Regions from separate parts of the Mus musculus genome. Here all the other regions are linked to region 1. The links are chromatin contacts, called in public Hi-C and promoter capture Hi-C maps. All regions are on one chromosome and are shown on one strand. The core of a region is the stretch at or near the end of the contact, and the rest is flanking DNA. Distances in the headings are between cores, read along the strand shown.

Region 1 (3,935 bases), core at 1,145-3,644:
TGGTCTACAGAGTGAGTTCCAGGACAGCCAGAGCTACACAGAGAAACCCTCTCTCTAAAAAACAAAGAAACAAAAAAATTAAATTAAATAATAAAATAAAATTTCAGATTCTCAAGAAACAGGTTTTGTGGTTTTGTGTGTGTGTGTGTGTGTGTGTGAAAGTGTGGAAGCCAGGTAAGCAATGAAGGAAATAAGAAAACTTTTACAGCACAGAAAAGCTGCAAAGACAGAATGGATGGCACTTATGTTTGTCTGAGGACAGTTAATAAAGAGTTGGCAAGTGATCAGATGTGTGAACTTCTGGATACCTAATCTACATATACAGAGGTGTTAGGCAATACCAGAAATTTTGAGCAAACATGACAATCAACTTTAACTTCTATTACAAATTAGTTATCTTCAGAAAATTAATTAGAAACCAGTAAATAACAATAACGAAAAACCTCCAGACCACCTCACATCCAAACTATACATAGTTGCTTATTTGGGGTAATCTCTCCATGGCAGGTTGTGCATGTTTGATATCAACAGACACTAACCAGACTCTGTGTCCACTGAGGTGCCTGGGTCATGTTCAGAGAATAAGGGGAAAAAGCAAGAAATGATGAGAGATATGTAAATCTCAGAAACTGGCTAACAACCCGAGAGTAAAACTCCAGAATGACAACTGTCTTTTTGCTTGCCTTGAGTAGTTTAGGCTGTTCATTTCCCCCAACGTGTCAACTTATTGCTTTCTCAAGATGCCAGCAACTGTAAATAACGTGCATTTTAAAGGTATTTCCAGTTCCTGTGGCATTATGGGTCTGTCATTTCAGTTACAATTCTTGTGCATGTGAGTTTGAGGAAGCTCTATTCAAACTCTACCTGATATTGGTCACTCCTCCTCACCCACACTGATCCATCATCAGATAGTCACATCCTGAAGCTACTTTGTTTTTATTGTTGTTGTTTTGTTTAGTTTGTTTGTTTTCCGAGACAGGGTTTCTCTGTGTAGCTCTGACTGTCCTGGAACTCACTGTGTAGACCAGGCTGGCCTCCAACTCAGAAATCCGCCTGCCTCTGCCTCCCAAGTGCTGGGATTAAAGGCGTGCACCACCACCGCCCCGCTCTGAAGCTACTTTGAAAGCTGTCCTTGGGCCAATCCGGTAGCCAGGTGCCTCTGTATCCCCGCCCCCAAATACCCTTGTCCCAACCACTCGCGACCTTTCCGTGCGGGGACGCGGTGAGGCCGCAGGCTGGCTTCTCCACCAGCGGCCTGGCCCCTCTCACCTGCCCACCAGCAGCTGCACCTCTAGGTCAGGCCACCTTCACCACCAGAAACCAGAAATCGCGCTTGCACAGCAACCAACCACGCAGCGGAGCGCCACCACCTTTGCCCTGCGCGGCAAGAAGGCGCATGCGCAACTCTATGCTCACGCGCACCACCCCTCCTTCCCCCGCCCCTCTTCCGGGGTTTGCGTGAAGCTCCCGCAAAGGAAAGCTGCGGCCGTCACCGGAAATCTTACGGGCAGACGTGTATTCTGTCTGTGCGCGCTACCAAAATTGAAAGGTCACATCACATCACATCACAGCACCAAGAAGGTGGCAGAGCGTGCGGCTCTCTGCTCTCTCGAAAGGTATTTGTAGAACGAATGAAGCTGTTACCAGTCCTAGGTGGCGTTTCCTCTGTTCTGACCAATCACAAGGCGCCTTGCCCTGTCACTCAGTTGTCAATTCCCACCTCTCTCAGGACGCCCTAAGCTGTAGAAACTGGCTCCGCCCTGCCGGTCCGAGTGACGTCAGAGAGCGAACATGCGCAGACAGAGCCTGTCGCCATGCAGGAAACTTCCGCCCAGTCTAGGAGCGGGGTTGGCAGAAGTCGGGAGTCTTCAATTCAGTGCCGGATCCGGTTGGTTAATTTCCTTGGCTTTGCCTTTCTTTTTTTTTTCTTCAGAGATAAGTCTTTTATTCTTTTGAACCACCCGAAGCATTATGAAATTATGTTTAAACATATTTTATTTCGCTTTTCTCTGGCACCGTGAAAGGCACCTTTATTTTTCAACGTATCTTTTAATCTTCCTCATTAAAAATATTTTCTACTCTTGCCCTATAGTTTTGTGATACGAAAAACACGGCTTTTGTTGTTGTTGTCCATCAGTACATATCGTTGACGTACAGTGATACATTATCTGCCAATTGTATTTGTGGCTTTTCCAACCTCTTAAAAAAAAAAAAAAAATCCGCTTTGGCCGCCATTTTTATTTTGGTCTCCATAAAGCGTTGATATCATCGACAGAAGCCATTTTTCGTTTGGGCAGTTCTTTCCGGCTATCCCATTACCTTAGCCAGGGCTTCGGGCGCCATCGTAGGTGCTGGCAGTGGCTTCCAACCGAATGAAGTCGATAATGCCATCTTGTGTTTGGGCGCTGGTTGCATTCTCTAACGTGCGAGGGGACGCTGGGAAACGGGAAGTAAGCCAAAGCTGCTGAAGCTTGGTCTGCCGCCTTTTTAGTCTGAGTTTTCCCGTTCAGGTACTATACTAGTCCACCAGTGACCCCGGACAGTAACAAAGCATTACAGCCCGAACCCACCTCCCGCCACCATCGTAGGTAAGAGCGTGTGATACTTCGTTCGGATAACCCAGCTCTTCCCTCAGTTGGACCGAACTGTTTGGCCATCTTATACCAATACGTATTTTTGTTTTGGATTTTGGGACTTAACACAATTTTTCTCTTAGGTATTCCTTCTCTTTCCATTAGAATTGTTAAACACCACTGTTCAGGAAGACTGAGATTTAAAGGGACAATAACGTTGAGGGAATTTCCGTAGAATAACAAAGCAAAATGGATGGAACAGCAAATTTGATCATTAATTGTATGGCTTTCTGCATCTATAGAGGTGAATATAGCTCCCAGAGGACTTTAAAATGTGATCAGCTGTGTTTGTATATTCTTCCCATTCATTCATTCATTCATTGAATTTGTTGAATACTTAGCTAGTTTTGTGCTATAAAATATAGAAGTAAACTTCAAAACAAAACAAAACGAAACCTCCTTTTCATCCACTTGCTTTGATATATCCAAAGCTGGGACCAGGAACATAATGTTCTAATGTTTTTTTTTTTAGCACTGCTGGACAAGCAACTTCATGTTCTCACTTCTCGTATTTCTTGGATACTGTATATAGCCATAATTGTAAGGCTAATAGTCCAGGTAGCATGGCCTTGTTGCTCAGTGTAATCATCGACCAGCCATCCCAGCATCTTCTGGGAGCATGTTTCTTGGAATGAGTAGAAGCTGCACTTGGGCACAGTATAATAGTGACTTGGAAACTTTGGACTGTGGCTTACCTTAGCTTTTTGTAGCACCAGGCTTTCTTCTGTGTCTTCTTGTATGAGAAAAGAAAATCAGTAGTTCTCAACCTTGGCTGCCCATGACAGTCACCTGGGAAGCTTCTAAACCAGACTTCAGACCAGTTGCAGATAGAAATGGAGACTATGTGGAATATAGATGACACTAAGGTATTTGAGACATGGTTTTCATGCTGTTAGGCGTAAGATTGGTTTTCACCTTCCCTCTTGGCTTTACTTAAAATACCATGGAGACAGGGAGGAGTATTAGGTTGGGTGGGTGTTGAACCAATGTCCCAGTGACTGGTTACCTTGTCAACCAGCTTCCCAGTAATTGTTACTTTGCCATATATGTCTTTTCCTTAGTCTAAGTGGGAAAGAAGAATGAACACCATTTGTTTTACTGAGTCTCACATGAATGTTTCCATTGTGGATATTCATGTTTTATGAGTATGTAGGAAAACATTATTACACTGAAATATTGCTTGTTTGCAATTTTTACAGTGCTACTAAGGGTAGTGATGTAGTGTGGATGGGTAAAAAAATCAGTTCTGAAACGTCTTCCCTGACTGTACATCCTACTTCCTTCACCCCAGCTCCATCTCTG
Region 2 (4,496 bases), core at 267-2,766, about 22 Mb before region 1:
CATTTTGTCCTGGAAATACATTCATACCCTATCAACTGTTGTACACACAAATTCAAATACATGCATGTGGGTACACAATGCACACAGATTTATCAAACTGAAGCTTAAATATATGGCCATGTTATACACAATCATACACAGTACATGTATATTTATTTTGTGCATTCTTATTTCCTAATATACAGCTTTTAATTGTATAATTTCTCAAACAGCACCTCTAAATTCCTATCCACTGAGTGTTTTGAGGAACACACTCCACTGAGACTTTCTTCTCTCCAGTTTCACATGTTTTACTACCCTGCTGAGCTTCGGTAAACTAAGTTCCATGGCTGCCTTCCTGGCTCACATTTAATTTTTATCTCTCTTCACCAAATAATCGTGATGGTTAAAGTTTTATTCCCTTTATGTGTAAAATTTATTAAATTATGGTGGGTTTTCATTTCCTTAAAATGGCACAGAATCAACAGATCTGGCATTTTCCTGCCACTAGAGAAACTGGCTTACCTAGACTGTCACCCACTGTCAACTAGCATCAGTTACCTAGGGCATTAACAACAAATGTGTACGTGTGCTTCACTAGGCTAACAAAAAGAGACTGTAGCAATAAAGTGGAATTCACACTTTTTTGAGGTCTAAATCTCAAGAAACAATACACTTAAGGGTCTTAAACTAATATTGCTATGCCCCTTATCACTGCCAGGCACTGAAACAGATCAAGGATAGCTCTGCTTATCAGCTATAGTATCTGGGCTTTTAAGTAAGTTACTAGATTTCAAACTACTTTTGGAATATGACTTGGGTTGCCCAGGGTCAGTAAGGCAAATTTGTATCCAACGCACTCCAGAGCATCTAGAAAAACCTAGCTTATTTTCAACTCAACCAGGAGGAAATACATCTGTCAGTAGCTTGAGTTCCAACGGAGGTGTCTGACAACATAGGAGCAAAGCAATCTCAAACCATCTAGGGGATCCTACAGCTCTCCCGGCAAGCCAGAGATGTGAGAAGAGAGTGAGGTTGCAATCCTCCTTCCTGGAAAGGATCAAGACTGAGGAGAATTATAGAGGACAAAAACTGCTAACAAGTAAGTGAAGTTAACAGCGGCTCTCAAAGTTCAGAGCAAATAAAAGTCCAACAGGCGTGGTGACCATGCGCCCACGGAGGAGGAGGAGGACCCAGGAATTAGTGCTGTTTAGCTTTGCCAAGCTGCCAGAGAGGAGGCGCGTGGGGCCAGGGAGCCCGAGCAGATCGCCCCGCCTCTTCCGGTGGCCGTGGCGCCGGCCGGCCCACGCGGCGCCCCAAGAAGTGGCTCCGGATGTTTCTACAGTGGCCGCGTCAGGATATAGCCTTGCCCAAGAGTAAAGCGATGGCCCCAGTCCTCATTACCTGATCAGGGCCGCGACCCTCATTCTGGGCGCAGTGTGCGTGCGTACGTGCGTGCGTGCGGTAACCACAGACGCCAGGCCCGGGATCCCGCGGCGACTGGACCTACACGCGCGGTCCTCGACCTGGTGTCTGCTGCGCTGCCTGCCCTCGACCATGCCTACTGCCCCTTCAGCACCTTGCTGAACACCCGGGTGTAGAGGCTAGGTAGTCTCAGCATCTGTTCCCTGATACATGGATATATGGCTCAGAATTTACAAAAAGAAAAAAGTTTAGGCACAGCCTAACCACCTAAGTAAGGGCAGTGAAGCTGCCAAGGGAAGGGCATGGTCCTTGGTAAACCGCTTGAGGGTGCTGGGATTGTCTGGGTAGTAAATTCAAAGTCACAAGTTCTAAGATTTGAAACACTACCTTGGAAAGGGGATTTAGTCTCTCTCCTCTCTTCGTCAACTACAAGAAAGAAATCTTTTCGCCCTTCCTACCCCCCCTCCAAAAAAAAAAACCCACTAACCCCTGATCACTTTTAACTTCGAGGTTTGCATCTCTGCCCATTGAACCAGTGAGGCTACATGACCTCCGCCTCCTATACTGTGTTTTTGCATTTTCCCAATACAGAAACTGAAAAACTTGCACTCCAGAAAGCAAAACGAAAATCTAATTTAAAATACGTTTGCCAGTACTTAGTTATTTGAATGTACTAAGCACTCTTTGGAGCTCCTGGGATCAACTGGTGTACGATATAGACCACCATGCCTACCTACATCCATGAACAAGGAGTTTGTGTAGAGGTGTAGGAAGAAGAGAATTTAAAAAGAGAATTGTATGTTAAAGTGAAAAATACTGTACCAAAAGAGAGAGAAAGAGAGAGACAGAAAAAAAATGCAGAAATAGAGGGTACACGTGGCATTATTGGTGAGTTAAACTAACTTAAACATATACATCTTTGAATATTATTCATATGTAAAGAATGTATATATATATATATATATATATATATATATATATATTTTTTTTTTTTTTTTTTTTTGAGACAGGTTTTCTATGTGTAGCCCTGGCTGTCCTGGAACTCACTCTGTAGACCAGGCTGGCCTAGAACTCAGAAATCCACTTGCCTCTGCCTCCTGAGTGCTGGGATTAAAGGTGTGCGCCACCACTGCCTATGTATATACACATTATATACATGTAATACATATATATATATATATATATATATATATATATATGTGTGTGTGTGTGTGTGTATATGTGTGTGTGTGTGTATATATATATATATATATATATATATATGTATATATATACATATATATATCTCCAGTGAATGCCCAAACTCCCAAAATCCGTCTTCCCAATGTATCCATGTTGAATAAATCTCCCTTTCTGATTTCTACTTTCACCTGGCTTTTTTTTTTCCAGCCTGCTGGTTCTGGCCATATTTATTTCATACATGTGGGATACACTGTCACTGCCTTTAGACACAGCCTTAGACAGCATTGGATGCCCACTACAGATGGTTGTGAGCCACCATGTGGTTGCTGGGAATTGAACTCAGGACCTCTGGAAGAGCAGTCAGTGCTCTTTACCGCTAAGCCATCTCTCCAGCCCTTCACCTGGCTTTTAAAATTGTATTTTAATTAAAGACTGCTGGCAGGACATGAATTGGGCACAGGTTTTGAACTGAAGGTTTGATGACAAAAGAACAGGTAACTGGAGAAGAGTAACCAGAATGCATGATGGAAGATGAAGTCTGGGTGGTGGAGAGAGAAGATCATCCAAGGTGGTGTAGGCCATCTCAGACTTTATAGCACAGGTATGGTTGAAGGTTTTATAAGGACAACAGGTTCTTATAACACTGCAATGTTGAAAACATCTATTAGGGAAGAAATCTATTTTAATGTTCCAGGAGAGATGATGTGATGTGATCTAAAAACAAGATGATGGATTTGGCAAAACATGAAAAGAATTAGTATTTTTAAAACAGTCAATATAGTTGAATAGACAGATATGGGTTACTAAAGAAAGCCATGAGAAATGAGAACAATATCATGAACTAAAGGTAGGATGTGTGAGACACCTCACATTGTGTGGGATACACATTAGCAATCCGTCTTGCCATACTACAAGTGCTTTCAATGGCTCCAAATAGTTGGTATGCGTCATCATGGCATTGATAATTTGCTATGAGTATCAGTATTATAATCGTGTGTGCAAAAAATAATCTGTGATTATAATTATTTACCAAATCAATTAAGTATTTGAGATGTTGGTGTCTGGTTAGAGATAAAGCATTCAAATTATACATTATGAATCATATGCTTTTCAGCCTATGAAATTTTGAAAGTAACAATTTATGTAATACATATGACAAGATCATTGGGAGTTGAGTCCATTGAACTGATGGGTAGTTAGAGTAGTATAGGACTTGAAAGATAAGGACAGGAGAAACAGATACATCTTCAAACAAAGATATGAGAGGTTAGCCTTACTGGTGGAGAGGTTATGTTGGTCAGAGAGGAAGACAAATTGGACAGTCAGGGTGATGCCCAGTTATCTAGAATCAGGAAATGCCACTCGAAGTAATAGCAATGACAGGAAAGTTAGTCTAGCTGTTTATCATCAATTTTAGAAAGCTGTGTAGATTATCAGTAATTAACATGTGGACTATTTTGATAAAATAAGCATCAAGTGCCTCAAAGACTCATTTTTTTAAAAATTTTCTACCATTTAAAATTGTTTTTCCTTGCCACATTTCAAGAGAGGGTGAGAAAAGAACTTGCTCTCCCTACAGCTGCATATTAAGAATTACATTTTGTTTCTCTGTGTTTAGCCTCATGCTAAGATAATCTCATCAAAGATACTTATTATAATGTGTATATACTGGGGCTTATCTATAAGTGAGGGGATAACATGCTCAGGCCCGTTACCAAGGTCAGCCAGTTTTCAGAGGTTTCCTGCTCCCCCTGCCACCTTTATGTTATCCTTTGTATTGTGCATTTTACCCCTAGGAAAAAAATTCTCAAAACTTTCAATTGAAGTCCTTTCAACTAACAGAATTTCCTAAATGACCTCATATAACAGTGCCAAATGTATTGTCTCCTTTTTTACAAACCTTTACCCTA
Region 3 (4,505 bases), core at 1,431-3,930, about 23 Mb before region 1:
TGTGCTCCTACTATGAATTTCTTAAAACCATGTCACTAATTACAAAGCTGTGGCTTTACAATGGATTGAAAAAGTCAAGCCTGTATATGCCTGCACACTCAAAATTACGTCAGTGCACCTAACTCCTGCTGGTTTAGTTGAGATGCACCAGCTCTCCAGATTGCTTGCTACTCAGGTCCTTCTGCTGGAGAGCACCATGAGGCATTGCTGATTCAACCCAGAAATGAAATTTTACTGTCCTGTCTCTAGCGCTTGGCTTGTTTGACAAATATTCTAAGCAAAATGATCACCAAGTCAAGAACAATTAAAAATTAGCTCCCACGGGCAAGACTGCCAGCTTTCAAATGCTAGCTTTGTCTAACTTTTAGCTGTGCAATCTTAATCAAGCCATTTAACATTCTCTGTCTCTTATATCTGAGCCTGGATCTTATGTCACTGTGTTATAGGAAATTTGCATCTCATTAGATTGTCACTAGCATTCACAGATGAGTTTATACCATACAACTGTTAATTAGGACATGGGTAACTATCATAGTTGGAAAGGAGGCAAGTGAAAGGTACTGTGTCAGGCTTACCTACAGAACTTACCAGGAATTACCACTTTATAGAACAGAGATGGGAGCTTAGTGAGCATAAACAAGCAGTCCACATTCAGTTAACTGCAAAGCGCAAGTCAAACTCCTGCCTGTCTCTAAAGGCAAGGGTCGGGATTTGTTTGTTAAGGAATGAAAGAAAAACAGCAAATACCCATTTTTAAGGTTGTGGAAAGCCAGTTTTACCAACAGAAGTATCCACCGTAATTTTTAACCATAAACAAACATTAAGTCAGTGTGGTGATACACCTTTCTAATCACAATACCAGAGAGGGGGAAATTGGAGGATCAAGAGCTTTAGCCAGCATCAGTTAGTGAGTTCAAGGCCAGCCTGAATACATAATACAAAATTATGGAAACTTTTTGTCTTCAAATACTACAAAGTGCTAGTAATAAATTACTCACATACCTTTGTTTTGTTTTGTTTGAGACAGGATTTCTCTGTATAGCCTTGGCCTGGTACTCACTCCCTAGACCAGGCTGGCTTTTGCCCTCCCAAGTGCTGGGATTAAAGGAGTGTGCTACCACCCAGCTCCTACTTACTTTAAAATGACTTATTCAGTTTTTCACAAAGTCTTAGAGATAAGATCTCAACCCAAATCTCTTGACCTCTACCACTAAATCAAAAAAACAGCTTATTGGGCCAGTGACAGTTAGACGAGTGAAGCGTTTGTTGCTAAGCCTGACAACCTGAGTTTGATCTCCAAGGTCCACAAACAGGAGAGAATTCATGCAAGTTGTCCTTCTGACCACAGATGCATGGCATGGCATGGCATAGCATGGCATGGGTCCAACAGTGCACACACACAAAAGTAACTGGGGAGCAGGGGGTGGAGGTGAGGATCCTGAGACTTTAGCAAAAGTGAGTGATTAAAACAACACAAAACAAAAAACTTCAACCAACTCTGGTTTCTCAATTTGCTTGTTAAAAAAACAGCTTTGTTTTGTCAAGGACAAATGTTGATGTTGGGTGGGTAATGTCTACTCTGCTAAAGAGATCAGAAACTGCGAAAATGTCGGGCAGCAGGCCTCTTCGTAAATTGCTGGATACAGAAGGATCCTATGAAGCCTATTTCTAAACTTGGCCTGACTGTCTCCCTAATGATTCGTTTGAAATGTTCTGACTGCCCACCCCAGCCTGACAGGATAGTGTGTTCCCCTCCCCCACATACTGCTTGTTTAAAACACGACAGATTACCAGATCGGTGGCACAGTATTTAAGTAGGGAGCCTGGTATCCTATTCCTAGCACTGTAAAACAAAACAAAAACCCACGGCAACATAGGGAGGCACGTCTGATCATCACCACCGAGACTGCATTCTAACCACGTGTCTTTCTTATCCAGAATAAAATGGGTATGCCCTTGTCCCAACACGTTGTAACTTACCTTTATTTCCGTAGCTGCAGTTTCATGTCTCCTGCGATCGCACTGACCGCGGCCACCCTTGACCTTAATGCCATAGACAGCTCGAAGCTGCTGCAGCAGGGCCAATCTGACCAGTCTCTGATCCCACATCCCGAACACGTCGCCTACTCTCCGAGGCCGACTCCGGGTCCTGACTTTCTTTGCCACCAACCAACTCTTCCACTTGCCAAACGCCCTCAGGCTCGCTCTGCTCCGCTGCCTTCCAGCCACCTCTGGCACTCTTCCTCCACTTTCCCTCGATCCACTTACACAGACCTTCTTCTCTCGCGCCTCTCTTCACTCTTGTTTCACTTCCACCAGCCTTCTTTCCGGGTCGCTCAGCCCTGTCAGTTACTTCCACAAACTTCCCTTTTTTCTGACTCTTCCGTTTCCCCAGACTAACGCCTGCAGCTAGTTTCTCGCTTCCGGACACTTCCACTTATCCTCTTCCCCGCAGGGTGGCCTTCCCCGCTCTGATTTCTTGAGATGGAAATGCAACCTTAAGCTACTCCCTCCAGCCGGGCCAGCCGGCTGCTCAGGGATCCCCAGTCCCGGTCCCTGCCCGGGCTGGTCCCCGCCGTCACCCCGTCTCACACGCAGCCTTTCCCCTAGCCCATCAGCCTTGCCTGTGGCCCCGGCCCGCTAAAGCTTAGTGACTCGGCTCCGCCAGCGCCCCACCTTCTCGGCACACATCAGACCCGACGCGACCGCACCTGAGCAGTGGCTCAAATGCCAGCGCCAAACAGCGCTCCGCATCCGATTGGCCCGCTCCTGTTTTCAAAATGAGGACCCTTTGGGGTGGCCAGGAGCTGCCTGTCTAAAAGGTTCCGGCAAAGCCGAAAGCACAGCGAGCGTTGAGATCAGGGTTAAGAAATGTGAAGAGAGTGAGTTCCTCTTTCTCTTTGCCTATTTCTTTGGAAGAAAAATGTCAAAAACGTGTTCAAATATGTTTGCTTTGCTCTTCGGACAATATACTTCGGAGATCCGAATAGACAGCTCATAACCTCCCCCCACTTCCGCCCTTTCATTTCTCCACTAAAGCTAAAGGTCCCGTCATAGGGAAAACCGATTCTACGGAAGGCGGGAGGAGTCAAGTTTAGTTATGAATCACAAACGCCGTTTGTTGTTGTTGTTGTTGTTGTTTGTTTTGTTTTGTTTTTGAGACCCGGACCCAAGGTCTTAGAAGGGAATTGGAACTGTGAGCCATTGGTCCTTCTTTGGGAGACTGGTGGTATTATTAAATTTTCTTACATAAGGTAATTAAGGTAATTAAGCACAACAAAGATGACTTGTCACGAGAGAGTAGTGGAGGAATACGGAGCTGTAGGAGGCAGCTGCAGCAATAGTTTACCTCTGTGGGACTTGGTTAAAGGACCAGAAGTCCTGTTTGCCATTGCCATTACTGAAACCTCAGCTGTCTGATTTAAATGCATGACATCACCTTCTCCTCTTGTTTCCCAGAGCTGCCTTTCCTTTTCCAAACACCAGTAATCCTACTCTCTCTCTCTCTCTCTCTCTCTCTCTCTCTCTCTCTCTCTCTCTCTCTCTCTTTCTCTCTCTCTCTCACACACACACACACATGAGAGAGAGAGAGAGAGAGAGAGAGAGAGAGAGAGAGAGAGAATGTGTATGCATTCAGTCATAACTATAAAAATAACTTATGTTGTGTATATCCTTCTCTAGGCCACGTTGTTCTGGTTCTTCGATGGCTAAGAATTCCTTTTAAGGTGCTTAGGTTAGCTTTTGAATATTAAATAGTGCTTTCTATTTACATCCATGTATGTATGCACTGGATAGTTTTTATGTCACCTTGACACAAGCTAAAATTATCTGAAGGGAGGGAACCTCAAGTGAGGAAAATGCCACACGTTCCAGCTGTAGGGTATTTTCTTACTAAGTAATTGATGGGGAAGACCCATCCCATTGTGAGTGGTGCCATCCATGGGCAAGTGGTTTTCGGTTTTGTAAGAAATCAGTTTGAGAAGGCTATAATGAGTAAATCAGGAAGTAGCACTCCTCCATGGCCTCTGCATCAGTTATTGCTTTCAGGTTCCTGTCCTGTTTGAGTTCCTTTCCTGGCTTCCTTCAATGATGGACAGTGATGTGAATATATAACGCTAAATATCTCTTTCTTCACCATGTTGCTTTTGGTCAGTGCTTCATCACACTGATAGTAACTAATTGGGAACAGAAGTTGGTCCCAGGGAGTAGGGTATCATTGTGACAGGCTTGGCCATGCTGTTATAGGAATATGGTAGATGTTAGGACTTTGGACTAGAAAGGTAGTTGAACATTTGAAATGGATATTACTGGGTCTTCTTATTGGGAACATGGAACACAATGGTGCTGAGAGCAATGTAGATGATGATGGCCCAGCCCAAGAGGTTTCAGAGAAGCAGAAGTGTTTCAGGGTATTTGAACACATTGTGAAACCCAAGATTGTGAACTAGAAAAACCTTGTGGTGTGGCTCAGCCCTAACACACACCTTTAATCCAGAGCTAAATAA

What was found. Promoter capture Hi-C pulls out the DNA fragments that hold promoters and counts their contacts. A called contact is a pair of places that touch in the nucleus more often than the background predicts.
Region 2: a promoter capture Hi-C map of pre-B cells shows a contact between it and region 1, with 4 times the contacts expected there. The contact joins the promoter of Dph6 here to the promoter of Slx4ip in region 1. A contact is called at or near these places in 1 of 39 promoter capture datasets (pre-B cells) and 1 of 484 Hi-C or Micro-C datasets (CD4 T cells).
Region 3: a contact with region 1 is called in a Hi-C map of pre-B cells, with 13 times the contacts expected there. The contact joins the promoter of Arhgap11a here to the promoter of Slx4ip in region 1. A contact is called at or near these places in 2 of 39 promoter capture datasets (liver and pre-B cells) and 2 of 484 Hi-C or Micro-C datasets (CD4 T cells and pre-B cells).

The regions. Positions count from the first base shown.
Region 1 is chr2:136,889,774-136,893,708 of GRCm38.p6, forward strand. Slx4ip (SLX4 interacting protein) reads left to right here and starts at 2,395. Exons shown (of 8, transcript NM_028834.3): 1 at 2,395-2,588. It overlaps Mkks (McKusick-Kaufman syndrome), which reads right to left and starts at 1,633. Exons shown (of 6, transcript NM_021527.2): 1 at 1,270-1,633.
Region 2 is chr2:114,653,448-114,657,943 of GRCm38.p6, forward strand. It overlaps Dph6 (diphthamine biosynthesis 6), which reads right to left and starts at 1,517. Exons shown (of 9, transcript NM_025675.5): 1 at 1,384-1,517. The coding sequence starts at 1,406.
Region 3 is chr2:113,845,981-113,850,485 of GRCm38.p6, forward strand. Arhgap11a (Rho GTPase activating protein 11A) reads right to left here and starts at 2,681. Exons shown (of 12, transcript NM_181416.3): 1 at 1,981-2,681. The coding sequence starts at 2,109.